Regions from separate parts of the Sus scrofa genome. Here region 1 is linked to region 2. Evidence: chromatin contacts called from public promoter capture Hi-C data. All regions are on one chromosome and are shown on one strand. Each heading gives the region's core, a stretch centred on a gene start, on an enhancer-like site or on the middle of the called end of the contact. The rest is flanking DNA. Distances are from core to core; before and after follow the strand shown. Region 1 holds the start of ZNF189 (zinc finger protein 189). Region 2 holds the start of ERP44 (endoplasmic reticulum protein 44).

What was found. Promoter capture Hi-C pulls out the DNA fragments that hold promoters and counts their contacts.
Region 1: a promoter capture Hi-C map of liver shows a contact between it and region 2, with 2.9 times the contacts expected there. The contact joins the promoter of ZNF189 here to the promoter of ERP44 in region 2. A contact is called at or near these places in 1 of 5 promoter capture datasets (liver) and 1 of 47 Hi-C or Micro-C datasets (embryonic fibroblasts).

Annotation. Positions count from the first base shown.
Region 1 is chr1:243,103,020-243,109,305 of Sscrofa11.1, forward strand. ZNF189 (zinc finger protein 189) reads left to right here and starts at 3,892. Exons shown (of 4, transcript XM_005652705.3): 1 at 3,892-4,348; 2 at 5,079-5,163. The coding sequence starts at 4,316. It overlaps MRPL50 (39S ribosomal protein L50, mitochondrial), which reads right to left and starts at 3,812. Exons shown (of 2, transcript XM_003122043.4): 1 at 3,658-3,812. The coding sequence starts at 3,749.
Region 2 is chr1:241,891,884-241,898,934 of Sscrofa11.1, forward strand. ERP44 (endoplasmic reticulum protein 44) reads right to left here and starts at 5,549. Exons shown (of 12, transcript NM_001137629.1): 1 at 5,410-5,549. The coding sequence starts at 5,466. INVS (inversin) reads left to right here and starts at 5,802. Exons shown (of 17, transcript XM_021066620.1): 1 at 5,802-6,044.

The DNA of each region.
Region 1 (6,286 bases), core at 2,642-5,141, 1.2 Mb after region 2:
TGAGAAAACAAAGAATAAGACAGGTCCCTGCCCTTGGAAGCTTACAGTTGAACTGAACTGGCACAGAGAGAAAACAAAAGCTAATTTCAAATTTTACATGCTCTAAGAATTCTCAAGAATGCATGAAGAAGGTAAATTGTTCTGTCTGAGATTTCCTGAGCCTCCCAGATCCAAACCCAATCTACCTCTATAATCTCATCTCCCACTAATCTCCTACCTATATACACTCTATGCTCTACCCAAACTAAACTGCATTGTTTCCCACTTTCCTGATGACATGTGTTAGCTCAAGTTTTATCCTATCTGAGATGCCTGTCTTTCATCTCCACTTATAAAAATCTTACTTATCCTCTAAGTCCTAGGACAAAACTGTTCTCTCTCAAACCTTACTTGATTTCCTCACTCAAACCTAAGTGTAAGTTCTTCTGATCTCCCATAGCATTTTATATTGTTCTCAGAGCATGTTGCGACCTGAATCTTAATTTTATTTACATTCTACTTCTCTTACTAGATCAGGATTTCTCACCCCAAATATTATGGACATTTTGAGCCAGATAATTCTTTGTTGTGGGAGGCTCTCCTACTGACTATAGGTTGCTCAGCAGCATCCCTGGCCTCTGCTCACTAAATCCTAGGAGCACTGCTGTCCTCAGTCATAATAACCAAAAATGTATTATCAAATATTCCCCCTGATGGGCAAAACTGTCCCTGGAACACTGCGCCAGATTATAAACTCCTGAATACAGAGATGTTTTGATTTGGGGAATCCTTTAAAACTGCTTGAGTAACTATTATTGAGTATCAGGGCCAATGTGAAGGAATCTGTGACGCATTATTTCAGTGCTTAATATTTGTTCATTAACTAACTCCTGTCTTCTATGGAGCTGGCATCTGATTGGGATTGTCATCTCTACAGAAACTGGAGTACACTAGAAATGAATGGTCCAGCCCCTCGCCTCCCCCCCAAAAAAATTATAATACCATTCCTCTTTGCCTACTCAAAAGACTCTCTCTACATCAATTCTCTTTTTTTTTTTTTTTTTGCTTTCTAGGGCCTCACCAACAACACATGGAGGTTCCCAGGCTTGGGGTTGAATTGGAGCTACAGCTGCCAGCCTGCGCCACATCAGATTCGAACCATGTTTGCAACCTACAACACAGCTCAGGGCAACACCAGATCCTTAACCCACTGAGCGAGGCCAGCAACGGAACCCGTAATTTCATGGTTCCTAATCGGATTCGTTTCTGCTGCACCACGACAACGGAACCTCCTCTGCATCAATTCTTTATCAATTACTCCCTATCTCACTAGAGTATTCCTATGGCACACAATATACTGCAGTATCTCCCATCTTTAAAAACATTCCTCCTAAAATCCATGTTTCGCTCCAGCTTCCTTTACAACAAAACTTCTCAAGAGTTGCCTATATTTAATGGTCTCTACTTCCTCACCTCCCACCTTCTCCTCAAACTACTCCAGTACATCATAATGAAATATTCCTTTCATCTCAGTTATCTCTTATAAAAGCACACCTCATGTTATGCCTTCATAAGACATAAAATATCACAGATATCAAACTGAAGGCCTGCAGCAATACTGCATCAAGCAAGTCTATGAGTGCCATTTTTCCAACAGCATTTGCTTACTTCATGCTCTGTTACGTTTTGCTAGTTCTCAGTGGAGAAGTAACTGCAAATGTAGTGGAAAGAACAAGAGAACCAGAATTAGAAGTAGACCCTAAAAGATGTAACTGAAACGCTGCCATCGCATGATAAAACCTCAACGTTGAGGAGTTGCTTCTTATGGATGAGGAAAAAAAAAAGTTTGAGATGGAATTTGCTCTTGGTAAAGATGCCATGAAGATTGCTGAAAACACAACAAAGGATTTAGAATGCTACATAAACTTAGTTGATAAAAAGGTGCAGAGGAGTTCTGCTATGACACAATGGGGTCAGAGAACTAAGACACAGGTTCAATCTCTGGCCCAGCACAGTGGGTTAAGAACCCAGTGCTGTTGCAGGTGCAGCTTAGTCTTAATTATGGCTTTGATTTGATCCCTGGCCGGGGAACTCCATGTGCAGAGAGGCAGCCAAAAAAAAAAAAAAAAAGGTGCAGAATTTCAGAGAATTGATTGCAATACTGAAAGAAGTGGATAACATGCTATCAAATATCATTTCATGCTACAAAAAATCATTTGTGAAAGAGCCAAGTGATGCAGCTAAATTCTTTGTCTTATTTTAAAGAATTGTCAGACACTTCACCTTTCATCAACCACTGCCTTGAACTATCAACAGCCACCAACATCTAGACAAGACACACCAGCATAAGGCTCACATGATGCGTAGCATTTTTTTTAAGCATTAAAGTATTAAGCTAAGGTATGTATATTGCTTTTTTAGACATAATGCTATTGCACATTTAACACACTACAGATAGTAAGCATAACTTTAAATGCACAGGGAAACCAAAAAATTCCTTTAACATGCTTTGAGATATTCACTTTACCTAACCCTAACCCTTTGTTTGTTGGAAAACAAACCTCAGTAGCTCCAAGGTACACCTTATACTGTTCTAGTTTTCCTCATAATTTACCACTTTCTGAAATTATATTCTACATTTGTTCATTTTTTCCTCCGCCAAAAGACATATTCTATGAGAATAAAGATTTGGTCTGTTTTAACAACCGTATCCCTCACATCTAGACACTGCATATAGCAGACACTCTAGCAAAACTTGGTGAGTAAGTAAATAAAACAAACTTAAAAGGAGATTTGAAAGATAATAATAAACATTAACCAAAAGAGGGGAAGCTAATAAATACATGAGCTGATAACAAAAATCCTTTTACTGAAAGAGTTTATGTCTGAAACTTAAGAGGGCATACATTGTTCCCTGATGTTCCTCTAAGTTTTGATGTCATAACACTTCCTGAGTCAAAAAGATTTATCTTGACAAAATTCCACATGGCGCTGTGGGAAAAGCAGTTTGATGGACGAGTTAAGAGACCTGGGTTCCACATCCACCTGTCATTAAGTTGCTTTCTGACATTTAGCAAAAAAAACTTTCTCTCTGTGGGCCCTCAGTTTCCTCATATGTCAGAGTACTTATGCTCAGAGAAGGGGCTTTGTTTCTGTTGCTGTATTTAGAGAAATGCTGGGCCTGAGCTGGCGACTAGTATCGGTTGAATGAACCAATGAACTAACAAACGAACACAATGAGGAGTTCTGCTTGTGAAGAAATAAACGCCGCAAACGAATTTAGTTCATCAAGCACGTTCATATTCCTGTTCTGAATTGACCGTCGGAAACGAGTCATTCCTTTCCTGAGATCCTACTCCACTAGGTGCCTAGAGCGCATGGTCGGTACTGCTTGCTTAATAAATTAACGGGTGAAATGAAAGGGAAAGGGGAAAGTATTTCGGTTCTAAGATTTGTAAACTGAGGTCAAAGGAAGTGACTGGACCACCACTCGCGGAACCTGGTGCTTGTTTCTCAACTCAGAACCCTAACGCACTTTATCGTCCCTTCCCTAGCAAGACGCAGGAGGAGGTTCCTGTCTTAATAGCATGACGCTCCCTTCCGAATTCTCCTCTTCATCCTTCTCAGTTTCTCTCCTTATTTTCTGTGAGCTTGAACCACCATCACTTTCCGCTTTACCTGAATGGAGACCAAAATTCTCTGCGTGGCGCCCCAGAGACTGCACACGTGAGGCTTCTTCTGGCAAGACCGGAGACCCACCGTGCCGCCATCTTCGAGGAGAACTTCGAAACAAAACACCGCCCCCCGCCGGCAGTGACGCGCCAAGACCAGCCAATCAGGCGTAAGCTTAGTGTCAAGCATTCCCTTTTTCCTCTAAGCCTCACCATGCTCCCTAGCCCTTTGCACTCCGGGAAATGTAGTCCGGTAGCCGTTGCGGCTGAGACTGAACCCGGGCGCTCCCTCTGAGCCTGACGGGAGTTGTAGTTGGGGGGAGTCCCGGGAGGGTTCTGGGTGACGCCTTCTGGTCCGGGCGGGCGGTCATAGAGCTCTTTGGCTGAAAGCAAAAGGAGCAGGCAGCCGGGAGGAGGCTCTAGCGCGGCCTGGAAGGCCTGCGTAACTAGGCAGGGGAGGCATTCGGGGTTAGGGGGCGGCCAAGAAGCGCATCTGACATGCTGCTGGGGTCGTGACCGCTCGGGGACCGAGGCAGGACCTGGCCATATCCAGCCTGGAGGCCTCGCCTTCGTCGGGCCTCATCTTCAGCGGCGGCGTAGGCCTTGCTAGAGGCTCCTTTTCGTGCGGCTACCCCGGATTCCTGCCCTGATTTTCTGTCGGAGAGATGGCCTCCCCGAGCCCCCCGACAGAGCCGAAGGTAGGTCGCCCCTCCGGGTATTCGTGTTCTTTCGCCATTACCCAACTAGGCCACGCCACCGTCGGTCGTGTTCCCCCCCCGCCCCCGCCAGATTGCGGTCTTTAGGGCCAGCTTGGTGCGAGGGAGTACCCCTTTAATGCACCAGGGTGCCGGTCATGACCACACTATCCACTGGCTCCTTTTTTGAGAGCGACTGGATAAATTAGCTAAAGAAAATGAGTAGTGCTCCAAACTAGTGTTCTCATTTATGAGTTCTTTCAGGTGAGGTACCTTTTTTGACCCTCTCCTGTGTCTAATGCACCTGCTGCGATGCCTGGACCCAAGGTAGACGCATGGAGAACTTAACGGAATTGAAGTGAAAAGGGTCTCAAGCCAGTGCTAATAGAGAATTGGAGCGGGGCAATGAGGTGCAGGAAACTTGGGAAGGCCTTGGGTCAGTTTGCTAGAATTATAATATTGGGGAATAATTGATAAGCCAGAAAGCCTTATCCTAGGCCTCCTCACTACAGAAGGCAAAGATGCAGCAATAGAATTCAGTCTGTTCCAGAATTGAGCCCAGTTTGGAACTCTTAGTTATCATGTGCCTCCTAGCCTACCCAGCCCTGATAAGTGATTGCTTCTGCTACTTTCAGTGCTAGAATTGTCCTTGAGACAACAAGAACTGACTACAGAAATCATACTATTTCAGGGGTTGCTGACATTTGAGGATGTGGCTGTGTTTTTTACCCAGGAGGAGTGGGATTATCTGGATCCAGCTCAGAGAAGCCTGTATAAAGATGTCATGATGGAGAATTATGGAAACCTGGTCTCACTGGGTAAGAATCTGCTGTTTCTCTGATTAAAATATATAAGAAACTGTAAGAAATCAGAACACTTGAGCCAGTATCATACCAAACTGCTTTGTTCCAAAGTTCTGATTCAAACCTTTAACCATGAATTATTTCCATGACTCTCATCCTTACCATCCTTGCAGTGACCAAAATACAAGCCTTTCTAGCTTCATATCTTCATAATCTCATTCCCATATTGCTCTGTACTTTCCCTCCTGGTTCATCCTCCCACTGCTTTCCTCCCACCCCTTTTTACTCTGCCTTCTGGAGCCCCTGTTCCTCTTCACACAATGTTCCCTACCCCTCCTGGCCTTAACTGAAACCTGGCATTTTCCCAAGGACACCACTTCTCTGGCAGTGGCTGCTTATTCTCCCACATCCTCGTCCTTTCCCATCCTTTGTCTCAAGGCTGAAAGGGAAAAACTATTGTTCTCTGAGGTTTTCCTTGCTGTTCCCAAAGCATTACTTTTTCCACCTTCAAATACAATTTTTCTCTTTTGATGTCTCAGCTGTCTTGCTCTACCCACTCATTTCTTTTTCACTATCAACTGTCATTTTTTTTTTTTTTTTTTGGTCCCTCACACGTAGATTTTGTCACATTTCAGAATCTTCTCTTTGCTAACCCACACCGTTAATATTGTAGTCATTACTTCAGCCTCATTGTATATTGACTGTATTGTCCTCAGGGACCCTGCTTCCCATTTTTATTCAGTAACTCACATCAAATGATCATACTCAATTTTGTCCTAACACGCAAATCTTATTCTTTGACCAATATCTTAATCTTTTTCAGGCAGTAGATGTTTATTGACTATAACTAAATGGGAGACCAAAGCAGACATGATCTCTGCCCACATGGAGCTTACTGCAACTTCTCATGTTTCTACCTCTCTGACTCCTTTCCTACCACTTATTTATTCTTAATGTTTCCTGTTCCTTGGCTTCTTTTTCCCCCCGCCTCTCAGTTCACTACTGCCCTCACTTCCTTTTCTAATCCAAAGACCTATATATAAAATTAACCAGCATGTTTTATTGCCACCTTGTCATGTTCTAACCATTCTGCAAACTTCAAATCTTGTACTGGTTATAAAATCTGCCTTTTCTTTTC
Region 2 (7,051 bases), core at 4,299-6,798:
CTCAGGAGATAGAGGGTTAAGAACTCAGTGTAAAAGAATGCAAATGGCCTTTAAACAGAAAAAAGCTCCATCACACTCATATAAAAAAGAGAATCAAATTAAAATGCAGGGAGATACCATTTCTCACCTATCAGATTGACAAACACCCAATCATTTGACATTCGCCTTGTTAGCAAGAATGTGGGGAAAGTCTGTTACATTGTTGGTGAAAACTCAAAATTGCAAAACTCCTGTGGAGAGGAATTTCCCCTGTCTAGCAACACCTACAAAGCTACAAATACACTTACCCTTTCCCTCAGCAACTTCAATTGCAGGAAACTATCTCTAAGTTACATAGTAAAAGTAGTTTTGCAAAAATTTGCTTGTATACATATTTGTTAAAGCAAAAAGATGGAAATGAGTAGATTAGCACATCTATCCAGAGGAGAAATAAAACAGTTTAAAAGAAATAAGAAATATTTATATCCTGATCCCTAGGATATACTTCACAGAGTTTAAAGAGAGGAGGGAGAGGTGGGCAAAGAAAGCATGAATCATATGCTAGAGTTTATCAATCAGGATGGAGAAACAAATATACACACATATAAACACAAATAGATTGCTTACTGGCAGCAACGCTGGATCCTTAACTTGCTGTGCCACAAGGAAACTTCCAAATTACATTTTCTTTTTAAAGTGAATTAAGAACTGAGAAGAATTTTTTAAAGATTTCTTATGTTAAGAGGAAGCTAAGTGAGTAGGAGATAGGGATAGAAGCTAACCTTATGTAAACATAGTTTGCTTTCTAGATTTGGCCTTGAAAGCAATACATTTTACACAATTACATATTAAAAGATAATTTTTTAAAAACAAAAATTGAAAAGCTAAATGAAACAAATAAACCTAATTATACATTGAGTTGGTGATTAAGACCACACAAATTTAATCACAGATTTATGGGGAACAAAAGAAATGTAGAAATTGGAGTTCCTGCTCTGGCTCAGTGGTTCGCAAACCCGACTAGCATCCATGAGGATGTGAGTTCTATCCTTTGCCTTGCTCAGTGGGTTAAGGATCCGGCGTGGCCGTGAGCTGTGGTTTAGGTCAGAGACGTGGCTCTGGCATAGGCAGGTGGCCACAGCTCCAATTGGACCCCTAGCCTGGGAACCTCCATATGCCGTGGGTGTGGCTCTAAAAAGACAAAAAGACAAAAAAAAAAAAAAAAAAAGGAAAGAAAGAAAGCAATATAGAAACATAAAACTTCACCAAGAGGATACAATCAGTAATATTCAGAATATGGGAAATTCTATAGGACAGAGGACCCAGTTTCCTCAATCAATAAGTTACAAGAAAAAAAACATGAGATAGAGAATCCATAAAGTTTTAGACAAATAACCCACTGGTATGCCTGGACTTTACATGGATCCTGTTTTGTACATGCAACGTGTTAAAAATTTTTTTTTTCTTTGAAACAAGAAAATCTCAACATTGATTAGAAATTTGATAATATAAAGGAATTTCTGCCAATTTTCTAGATGTGATAATGATATTTTGTTTTTTCTTTGTTGTTTAATCCTTATCTTTTAGAGAGCCATACTAAAGAAAGAAGAAATGACCTGGGAATTTGAAAACAAAACCAACCAAAAATGTTTGGGCCCCTGAGACATAACTAGCCTGGTAAAGGGCCTAGACATCATTTTATTAAAACTTCCCCAGGTGGTTCTAATGAACAACCAGGTGTTTTACAAACCACTGATCTGGGGCAAGTCATATGAAGAGGATAAATAACTTACTGAGCTATGAATGGAACTACATGTCTCCAAAAGCACTCTTCTTGAAGTGAAGAATCAGTATTTATTATTGGCTCTAATGGTAAAACTGACATCTCTGAATTCTGCTGTACTTATTTTCAAGGTACTTATAGTTTACTTAAATAAATGTTTATTTAGCTCTCTGATTTACTTATTTTCCTAACCTAAGCAAGCTTTTCTTTGCTTCTTATTTATATTGAACAAACCAGGAGCAATAATGGCAAAAGACTTAATGTCCAGGCACAAGGCAATTAGGCTAGTAACAACTTATGATCTATAAACTTAACCATCAAGATATTAATGAGAAAATGTCCTCAATAAAACAACTGGAGTGGAATGTTACAAATCTCTGAACCACAGAATAGGTTATCTAGGCTATATCAGGCAGTTCATTTCAATTTAGTCTTATTTCTCTTATCTTACCTTTTTAAAACTATTGTACATAGCCAATGCAGGAAGAACAACTGCTAAGAAATAACTAAAGCAGAAAATGGTCACTTTTAATCCTGAATAAACCCATCTCAGATAGAAAGATAAGCAGAAATGGGCTAATTAATAAATAACTGATTCTTTGGTTAGAGTGATAAATGAAATGCTCCCTTATCTTACTTATGAGCTGCCAAGTAATGATTGTCACATAGAAAAATGAAAATATTATGCTCTGATACATCTGGCCAGGTGCTTTTCTCTAATTCAAGCAGCTCTCCTTAAAAGCACACACTACTGGGAAGCAATTTCCCAATCCAGGTATTAACATACATTGGGGCTTTAGCAGAGAAACACTGCTGTCTCCGGCAATCAAATCATCCATAAAATACGATTTAACAGTTATGGAGGCAGAGACTATATAGTTCACAAAGTCGTAATCACACATCTATTAGACCAATTCAAACTATAACAGAAACAATATATACAATGAGGTATAGAAATGGTATAAGGAGGATTATGGCCTCTTTGCATTTGCTAGCTGACTCAAAATTTCTTTTCTGATTTATCCAAAATCAGTGCATTATACTATCCCACTTTATCGAACACATATTGCAAATTCAGTGGAGTTTAAAAATAATTTAAAGGCAATGGGGGTGTTTTATAAAGCAAGCCTGAAATAAAAGAACCCATCCTCTAAGATCCAACTTTAAATATATGTATACATTAAATATCAAGGGAAAAAAGTTATCACATTGAGGTTCTGTGTTTAGCTACCCATCCCAGAAAGGCTTTTTAGGCATTGAATGATAGGTACCAAAATGCTTTTGAGATCACAAAAGGAAGAAGAAGGAAAAAAAAAAAAAACCTGTCTACAGAAGTTTAGGATTTCATGTTTCAGCTATAATCTTATGAACAGCACTAAATCTCAATTGATCCACTTCTTTAGGGCTAAGGTATAGTTTGCCTGAAAAAAAAAATATTGTGGTAAGACAATATACCGCTTTTTAGAGCAGACCATTTGTGGAAAAAATGACCTCAGCTAGGTGGGAACTTGGATATTCAATGGCTGTACATGGGAAGTAATAAACCTGAAGTTTGAGATGGGGAGTTGGAGGGAGGAGGAACAGAGTATGTTGGGGAAGATAAAGGATATTTTTAGACAGGTGAGATATAGAATAAGCAAGTTCCATCACTAGAACAGAACTGCTAGTTAGATAAGTAATTCAAATTGTGATTAGACAGACATTCTATAAATATTTGCTAACTAGCGTATTATTAAAACTACTTCAGTAAACATTAAAAACACCCAAACTGAATCTAGCTCAACTTGTAACTCTGGGTTACTAAACCTTTTCTTGGGCTTTATTTGGCAGCTTATTAACCTGTACATTTATTCTCTAAAATGTCTTCTATTCCTCTACATTTACTTAAAGAAATAAGTGTACATTAACTAGATTTTATATTAGAAAAAATTCTTTTTCATGCTTAACAGGATTTGCAGGTTTTCTATAAAAAGGATGAGTTATTTCAAATTCTTTTTCCTTCAACTTAGCTCTACAAATAAATGGTGACTCTGATGTAATTTTTCTATTCAGTATTTCAACTTTTCTTTCTAATCTCTTAAGATTTTTACCCTTTTTTTTTTGTATCCTAAAAGTAATTCCTGGCAGAGAACTCATAATTCTGACCCTTTTATGGGTAAGGAAAAGACTACTATCTATTATCCTTAAAGAGAGAATGGTCTCTAATAACAATGAGTACTACTTCAGTATTTTTGGAAGGAGAGACCCACAGTATATAATGCAATTGCCTAGAAACAGCTCTACAAAGAGTATTTTCCTCTACACAGAAGCTACTCATTACTTTTAGTTTTAAGTGACAATAAGACACTTTTATCATTTAGCACTACCATGTTCATATTCAACTTTTAGTTCTAGGAAGAACTATGACATCCACTTTAGTTTTTTATAATACTTTCTCTGAAAAGGTTCAAGTACTGTGTATGGCTTTTGCATATGATTTGGAAATCACAAAGAAAGAGGAAGCACAGAGAAGAGAAGGGGAAACAAGAAGAGAAGGTATAGAGAGAGAGAAATTATTTCAAACGCAAATATTAAAAATTTAACATAATATGGTAGAATAAGCACTGAGAGTCCATAGACCTGCTTCAAATTCCAGTTCTGCCAGTAACCAGCTATATGTCAATTATGTTTCTCACAATATAAAGAGTGATTATGACTTAATGTTCACCTTAAATTCAGCTTTTAAAAAATAAACTGATTAAAGTATTTTCAAGTATTGTATTATAACAACAATTAAAGGTATATCATTTTATCATATGGAGTTAGTCTTTCACTTTTGCCTCAATGTGACCTGCAGCTTGGATTACTTAGGTTGCACAAAGATGTACTTTGGAGGAAGAAGGACCAGGGGAAGATTCCTTTACAAGATGGGATGGTACTGAGCCGGTGAGAGAGTTAAAGAGTAAGTGCGTATGTATACAGAAGACCAGGTCATTCACAAATCAGGAGCACTAAAGAACAAATGTGCTTATATTTCAGGTGGGGGGCAGTGAAACAAGACGTGAGTGAGGCCCTGAGCTGAGGCTTTCTGGTAATCAAAGCCTCCACCCTTCAAACCTTTACTCCCCCGGTGGACACCAGACCAGTTTCCAGTTCCGGGTTCCCAACCAATCGTATCAAGCCACAACAGAGGGCTCCGCCAAACCGGGCACCGTTTCAGGGCTCTAGAGAGATTCACACGACCCCAGCACCTGTCGGCCTCACATTTTTCCCAAAAGGAGGGGGTGGGAGGGAGCAGTAGGTCTATCCCCCGTCCTTTTGGACTTAGGCTACCACGAAGTCCACGAGCCCTTTAGACCAAAACAACCTCCGAACTCCGTGGGAAGGGGCGCTACTAGCCGTCACCCTCCCAAAGATCCTTCATTCAGGGCTAATTCTCCTGTTCACAGGTCCCAACCTCCGACAGTGGTTTCTCAGGCCTTGGGAACCCCGGGCCTGGGAAGCGGACAGACGGATGTCGAGAATGAAGGCAGCAGGAGAAGGTGCACTCCTCGCCACTAGAAGAAAAGATAGGAAAGCAGGAGTCGGGGCAGCTGTAAGCCTCTTGGCTAGCGGGGGAGGACGTCCGTGAGTCAGTCGAAGGGTCTGTCATTCCTTCACTCACTCACCAGGAGCAGGAGGGAGCATCTGAGGTCGGGTAAGGATAGGAAGACGGCAGGATTCATGGTAAAGCCGGGGTCCGCGGCAGGGACGGGCCTTGGCGGCTGGGACTGGAGAGGGTTGGGTTGGGTTAGGAAAGGGCTGGGCTCCGGGAGCCGGCGGTAGCGGAAGACTCTCCCGGCAGCGGCACCTCGTCCTCTCGACCCGGAGCTCCAGCGGCGAACACCCGGGACAATTTCCAGAGAGGCCTCTCACATCCTCACTTCCGGGTCCTGCCCACCTCGGAGCATCTAGGGAAATGTAGTCCTGGGCCATTTTCAAGGATCAGGACAGCGGGCGCCCAGAACTCTTTTCCCATCAGGCTCTTGGCCCGAGTCCACCGATTCCGCTGCGCGCGGGGACCTGTGGGATAGAAAGGGCGGAGGGCGGGTGCACTCCTGTGTTTTAGAAGATGAGAACTACAATTCCCAGAAGGCTGTACAGTCGAGAGACTGGGACGGCCTTCTGAGGGATTCCGCTAGTTTTAGCACGGTGGGCTCTATCCCAGCCGGATGTAGTGGCCTGACCTGGTGAGAGGGTCGGGCCAGCGGGGCTCGTCCCTCCTGGAGCCACCCCTAGGAAGTGAGTCCTGGAGGAGGCGAGGGTGAGTAGGAGGGGGCATCGCTGGGGAGGCACTAAACAATCTGCCACGCCTTGGCCCCTGCCTCAAACTCAAGGGCCTCTTGGCCTGAGTTGTGGCCTGAACCTCCATCACTAGCCTCCTTGCCTGCTACCTCTTCTTTCTGCACTAATTCCTGCATTATAAAAGAACCACTTCTCTGGGTTTCAGTGGAATGTGTCAATAACTTAACCCTAATTGTTTCTTTGGCTCCTGTACGGAATAGATATGGGATGGACTGGAAGAGCACGTTGTAAAGTGAAAACTCAGTGCGAGAGTGATTGCTGCTAATGCGTGGATCACTCTTACAGAATAATTACAAAATTCGTTAGCCAAGTAGTTGAGGAACTTAACCTGAGCTGGGTTAGCTCTCCAACCCAGCCAAGGCACATGCCCCAAGTGGTAGCCACACAATCACTGCCAAGTAATCAGGAGGTACTTGGCTCTTCTGTGGTTCTCCCTACCCCTTGCCTTTCCTTCAACTTCCCTGCTGCCTGAATGGAAGCTTCTCTTCTCTACTTGGATAGCATCTCAACTGTCACCATCAGTGACAACTTACCAAACAATCAACACTTTGGATTTAATCAAAATTACTCTTCTTTGCTTGTGACTACAGCACCACTAGTTTTCTATAGTTAGAATTACTGGAGCATTTACTACACTGGCTTGTTTTGTAATTAGTTGATGATGATGGTACTTTTGCATTTATAGCATTCCTTAATTAACAAAGTGGTTTTGATTTTCATCTATAGAAGTTTACAAAAAGCATTATAACTAAATATATATGTATATACATGCATATACATATATATATATTTGAGCTAAAAAAAGAAAAGAAAAAAGAACCCTGAAGAATGGATTTCTTGGACTAATAAAAGTAAATAGCGGTAGAGCCAAAATTTTTAATTAGGTCTCTTCTCCTAGTCCAGTGTTCTTATCTCCATACCACTCAGTGAACTCTCTGACAGACAAATGAGGAATTAAAGAACAGA